Linked DNA regions of Ovis aries: region 1 is linked to region 2. The links are chromatin contacts, called in public Hi-C maps. All regions are on one chromosome and are shown on one strand. The core of a region is the stretch at or near the end of the contact, and the rest is flanking DNA. Distances in the headings are between cores, read along the strand shown.

Region 1 (3,072 bases), core at 114-2,613, 98 kb before region 2:
CCATATATAACTGTACATAAATATATTTTGTAAATGATTACATGAGCATGGAAAAATATGGAAGGCTGCATCATGTTATGTCTTACGTATTTTTAGACACATATAGTAGGGTGATGAGGAGGAAGGCCATGTGGGCAGCTAGAAGAAAGCCAGAGGAACTAAGAAAAGAAAAAAGAGTAAAAAACCCCCCAGCACACATGATATGACTCCAACTGTGCAAAATTATGCATCTATATCTGCAGAGAAAAAAATTCAACATAAAATTTAGAAAACCCGTATATATTTACCACTGACACATTAATTCATACTTATAAACACATATAAAGCCAATACCTTATGGACATTTCTACGCAAGTGGCTGGCACGACATACTCCACCTGCCGAGAGGCTCACACAGACAGAGCTCATGTCCAAGAGCTGGAAGAAGGGAGTGCCAACATGGGAGGATGCTGGTCCACAGTGGCTGGGTCTCTGCACAGTCCTGCTGTCGAGTGAGTGCAGCAAGGCAATAACTAGAGCCTAACGAGAGACCAGAGGGCAAGACCCTTAAACTCCCTTTGCACTGGAATGAAGGCTGTCGGCTATAATTAGGAGTGGAAACAAATACGCTGATAATGTCAGCAATAAATTAATACCACGATTTTTATCAAGCAATTGGTGTATGCTTAAATGAGAGTTATTGGCAACTTTAAGGTTTTCTGTGCCTTCTTCTCCTGTGGTTTTCCTATGCATTCTTCCCATTGTTGGACAGAAAGCTTCTGTGGTAGCTAAACGCACCAACCCTGGAGTCCTTGATACCTGGGTCCAAAGGTTCACATCGCAAATTTAAGAGCCGAGAGACTGTGAAAGCTGCTTAACCTCCACAAGTTTCAGCTCCTTCACCTATAAAATGGTGATAATTATATCCTTCCCTCCCTCCAGCACTGAGTAAGTACTTAAAAAAAAAAAAAGGCAATTAATCTTATGCATCCAATTATGTTCTGCATGAAGGAGATTTTTAATAAATGCTTTTATTTTATTAACATTGCTCCTAGAAGCACAGCCATCCCCCCACATGAGGAATTAATGCAGTGATCATAATCTGATTCCCTGCCTCAGCTGTCAATCAACATAAGTAACAAGGAACATGTCCACATAACTCACACTCAAAGACCCACAAAAGCAAGGAGCAGCTAAGATTCACCGCTCAAGCCTTTCTGGTTTAACCTGTATGTTTGAAGGACACACTCAACAGCTTTCTTCAAAGATAAGAACTCAAAGGACAAAATTCTTTCGTTTAAAAAAAACATCGTCCAAACAGAAAAAACAGAGAGAAGGAGGAGGATGTTAGGAAAAAAATATTACCTCATGAGTCTGGAACTCTGTGACTAAGAGAGAGCAAATAACATATGAGATTAGAATGTTGTTCTAAGATTCCAGGTCTGTCCAACCCTGTACTTCCTCTGAAATTCCATTTTATTTCAAATAGAATGTCTTGTTCATTAAAACTTGAGAGCATCTTTGTAAAACGCAATATATGAAACTTCCAATGCTAGCTATGAAGTTGAAGACAGTGGCTAAGGCTGAACAAGATACGACGTGAAATACACTTCAGGAAGCGTTTGGTGATGAATGATGAAACCTTCCATTTGGCCAGGTATTAAAACCACCACTAGATGGTGCCAACACACGCCTTAACACCAACCCGAGAGCTCCACTTGTTTTGGAGAGCCGCAGGGTATGAAGTCTGCCAGCACTGAAGGTAATCCTCACCACCCTGGTTGTCTCCAGGAGGAAAGGCAGTAATTATCCTCGATGACACATGCCTGACACCATCTCTTTTGAGAGACCAAGGAAGGCATTTCTACGATCTCTGTGTGCAAACCTTTGATGATAAACTTTTATCATTCATTCTATCTGAAATATTTCACGTTTCAGAAATTTTACAGTTCATTATTCAAATATCAACTTTGTGCCAGGCGCGGGACCTGACTCTGGGGATTAAAAAAGGAATAAAGAACAGGGAGTGAGTGAGTGAGTGAAAGTCGCTCAGTCGTGTCCGACTTTGTGACCCCATGGGTATAGTCCATGGAATTCTCTAGGCCAGAATACTGGAGTGTGCCTTTCCCTCCTCCAAGGGATCTTCCCAACCCAGGGATCGAACCCAGGTCTCCCGCATTGCAGGCAGATTCTTTACCAGCTGAGCCACAGGGGAAGCCTGAAGAACAGGGAAGTATTGTAAATAAATAATAATGATAGAGTGTGAGAATTAAGATACTACAAGCATGTACCATGGTGGCAAAGGTGATCACAACGAACGCCTTTTGATATGGAACCCTGAAGGGTAATATACAAACCACAGCAGGGCACACGTGTGTTCTGGCCTCCATGATTCTCTCCGTTTGACTCTCCCAACTCCTTGCAACACTTCCACCCACCCACCCAGCCCCTGTCACTCTTGCTGTCACACTAATGAGCTATTTACAGTCCCCAGGGCCACCAGGCCTGCATGGTTTGTCCATGGGGTCCATTCTGCCTAAATACCTTTCTCCACCTGTCTCTTTCCATCGTATTCTTAGAGATTCCTACTCCTTCAAAAGTCCAAGCATCAGCTCCTGTAAGAAGCCATGGTACCCTATCTCCGACTCTAGGACTATATGGTCTTTGCTCTGTTCACATTTCTTCCCCTTTTGAAACTTCCCAAATAGTGAAAACAGCTTAACAGCAATTGATTTTTAAAACAATTATTAAAAGGAATTTATTTAAAATATTTATCGAATGGGCCAGATATTTTCACTGACTTGTGAATGAAACAAGGAGGTACTAAGCTTTTGAATTAGTGAATAGCAATGGAGACAATACCAAGGTTATGTCTTGTACATGAATTCCGAAACATTTAAACAAATATGACCAACCTAGATAGTATATTCAAAAGCAAAGACATTACTTTGCCGACTAAGGTCCGTCTAGTCAAGGCTATGGTTTTTCCTGTGGTCATGTATGGATTTGAGAGTTGGACTGTGAAGAAGGCTGAGCGCCGAAGAATTGATGCGTTTGAACTGTTGTGTTGGAGAAGACTCTTGAGAGTCCCTT
Region 2 (3,373 bases), core at 123-2,622:
TAGATTAAGATTTTCACAAACTCAGCACAGCACAGCATGGAGTTATACTCAAATCGTACAAGAAATGGGATCAGGACTTTCAGGAAACACACACACACACTCTTCCCCCTAAAAACTCAGTTTTGAAACTCCATTACTGTAATTTTTTTTTAAGCCAAACTACTTTAAAGCTCTGCTTACATATATTACTCTCTCAGGAGTGTAATAACCACACGTAAAAGCCTTTCGAAAACAAATTCGCCCTGGAAGCCCATTCCGGGGCGTTGAGTTGTGACTACATTCTCAAGGATGTTAGTAACACAAGGGCTCCATCCACAACTCCTTGAGGAAGAAAAAAAAAAAACTGAAACCATGAATGCCTTGTCAAATTCAGACAGTTTATCTTGGCACTGGCAAGCAGAGCAGTCTCTTCGATGTCTGGAAACGTGTCTAATTACGTTTTTAGAGAGTAACTAAAAAATAGCCAGTGTCCCGGAACAGACGGCTCAGGGATCACTCCATAGCATCCTGAATGACGTGATGGAACCACGCCAGGAAAAGATAAATAAAGGAGAAGACGAAAGCGAAAAAGAACCAACTGTGAAACCACGATGAGACCCCCAGTCTCTCTGCAAAACAACCCTCCAGTCTTCCCAGGGGCTTGAGGCCGCCAGGACTCTCCCGAAAGTTTTTATTTCCCTTTACTTTTGTTTCCATTAGGTCACCCGGCCCGCCCACAGCATTTACCTGGGGGCAGTGCACTAGCCTGCCCGGCCCCAAGCGCAACCTCCAGCTCGGCACACCCCCGATACCCACCCTTCCGTCCGGACGGCACCCAAGGACACCCCTTACTCTGGAACGCGCAGCCCCGGAGCTCGGCACGCCCCTTCCACTCGGATGCGACCGCACCCCGGTATGCAACCAGCGAGCTTAGCGGACCCCGGACACCCCCCGCCGCACCCCGAATCCGGCCACACGTCCAGGGCGCCCCCTCTCGGAAAGGCGCAGGCTCGCGGCACTGCGCACGGCCGCTCCGCCGCCCTCACCTGAGCCGGAGGTTGGCCATGAACTCGGGCATGGAGACGGTGTCCATCAGCACGAAGTCCGCCTTCCCGAACTCCAGGCTCTCCTGCTCCGCCATGGCGCCGGCGCACGGGCTCAGGTGGGCGCGGACGGACTCAGGTGGGCTCGCTCGGACGGCGCGGGGGGCCGGTCCCCGGGGCGAGCGGCGAGCTCGGGCGGGGTCGGGGCGGGGCGCGGGGACGGGGGCTCCGTGGCCACTCGGAGGGATCTGGACCGGACGGAGGCCGCCCCGCGGCTCCTCGGCGCGCTCTGGGCCGGCGCGGCACACCCGGCAGTTTCCGCTTCTCCCGCGGCGGCGGCCCGGCGCTGTGGGGGGACGGGACAACGAGACGGAGACGGCGGCGGCTGGTCCCGCCTCTGGCCTTGGTCTGGCCCCCGCCCCGCCCCGCCCCGCCCCGTCCTGTCCCCGCCTCCCGGCCTCCCCTCCTCCCCGCCCCGCCAGCCGAGGAGCCGCCCCCGCCGGGGCGCAGGCCGCCGCCTCCTCACCTGGGCGGCGCGCACGCGCGGGGCAGCCGGCGGGGGCGCGCCCCGGGCCCGGGCCCCGGCGGCGGGGCGGCAGCGCCCTCTGGGGACGGTCGCTGGGCGCTCAGCGGGGCGGTGCCGAGGAGTGCGGACGTAGGAGGTGGGTGGAATCAAGTTTCCAGGATTGCTGCCTCCCGCCCGGGGCTTGGTTCAGTTCAGTCACTCAGTCGGGTCCGACTCTTTGCGACCCAAAGGACTGCAGCACGCCAGGCTTCCCTGTCCATCACCAACTCCCGGAGCTTACGCAAACTCAAAGTCCATTGAGTCGGCGATGTCCTCCATCCATCTCATCCTCTGTCGTCCCCTTCTCTCGCCTTCAGTCTTTCCCAGGGATTTGGTAGATGCCAACAAAGTTAACAAAAGTAGCTCGTGGAGCTTCTCACGTGGATGATTCATGATGATTCTGACACTCGGCTGCGATGCTCTCTCCTGATCTGCCCACATCCTCTCCATCCTTCAAATGATGGTTCACATTCAGACTGAGGCAGTAATAGTAATTAGCTTGTTGAGGGGACCAAAAGTGCTCAGAGTTTTTCTGAGGGACTTAGAGAAGTTAGTTACTTGCCACAGGCTGCTTAAGTGGTGGGGAAGCTGCAATTTCATCCAGGTCATTTGACTTTTGAGCCCCAGCGTTTAGCCACCTGGCAGATTGCTTTCCTTCTCGGTGTTCCCTGATCCATTTTTCTCTTCCACCTGCCTAAGAGTGGCTTTCCACTTGGCTCAGTGGTAAAGTGGTAGCCTGGGTGGTAGCGTGGCTCAGTCTCCACCTGCCAATGCAGGAGATCTGGGTTTGATCCCAGGGTCGGGAAGATCCCCTGAAGGAGGAAATGGCAACCCACTCCAGTATTCTTGCCTGGAAAATCCCATGGACAGAGGAGCCTGGCAGGCTATAGTCCATGGGGTTGTGAAGAGTCAGACATGACTAGCAACTAAACAAAACAATGACAACTCAGCTTGTCATCAAGTATTACCTTATATTGTTGTTTTTCATTTATGTATCTTCTCCCTGAGATTATTGTAGGCTTCTTGAGCATGGGATGGTGTCTGAAATGTTTCCGTCTCCCCCTTGGCACCCACCAAGGAGCTGTTGTATGGCCTTGCACACGTCCTTATGAAATGCACAGTGATCCAATGGGATAGAATGAGTTTTAAGTGGTCTCCAGTTTATAGGTATATTGATCCTGGAAAATTCCTTTGGAACCCAGACTGCATTTTCTCAGTGAAAGTCTATCATAAATGGTTTCTAAGGCAGCTGCACTGCTTCGGTCCTTTGTTTCTATTAGGACCGTCTACAGTAAGTCCCCTACATTCGAACCTTCAAGTTGTGAACTTTCAAAGATCTCCAAGTGTGTTCCATCAGTGTCAGGTGTAAGCGAAATTGCAGCTTGCCCTCCGTCTCCTATTGCTGACGATCCTTCAGCTCTACCATCTTCCACCTCTTCTCCCACCTCCAGTCAGTAACTCTTCTTGTGCGTTCACTCAATGCCAGCCCATGTGTGCTGGCTGTTCTGATGTACTACTGTATTTTTCAAGGCACTGTACTGTAAGATTGAAAATGTTTAATTTTTTGTCTTTGTTTTTTGTGTATTATTTTTGTGACAGGTATTATAAACCTATTATACTATATAACCAATTGTGTTAGTTGGGTCCCTAGGCTAACTTGGTTGAACTTACAGGTTGGACTTACAAACACACTCTCAGAATGGAACATGTTTGTATGTAGGGAACTTACTGTATTTCAAAGCCTCCTAGCAAATCTAGTAGCCCCCAAAGACCTGGCCGGACTCCA

The links. Hi-C and Micro-C count contacts between places; a contact is called where the count stands out from the background.
Region 1: a Hi-C map of liver shows a contact between it and region 2, with 7 times the contacts expected there. The contact joins the enhancer-like site here to the promoter of MYO1D in region 2. A contact is called at or near these places in 10 of 16 Hi-C or Micro-C datasets (hypothalamus, liver, mixed tissues and 5 more).

Annotation. Positions count from the first base shown.
Region 1 is chr11:17,181,207-17,184,278 of ARS-UI_Ramb_v3.0, reverse strand. All of the region lies in intron 1 of MYO1D (myosin ID), which reads right to left. Among named protein-coding and RNA genes, the nearest start is that of MYO1D, 98 kb to the right of the region's middle. Within about 2 kb of position 1,363, at least 10 of the 54 cell types and tissues checked have an H3K27ac peak or open chromatin away from gene starts, as enhancers often do.
Region 2 is chr11:17,082,632-17,086,004 of ARS-UI_Ramb_v3.0, reverse strand. It overlaps MYO1D (myosin ID), which reads right to left and starts at 1,372. Exons shown (of 22, transcript XM_015098505.3): 1 at 1,026-1,372. The coding sequence starts at 1,120.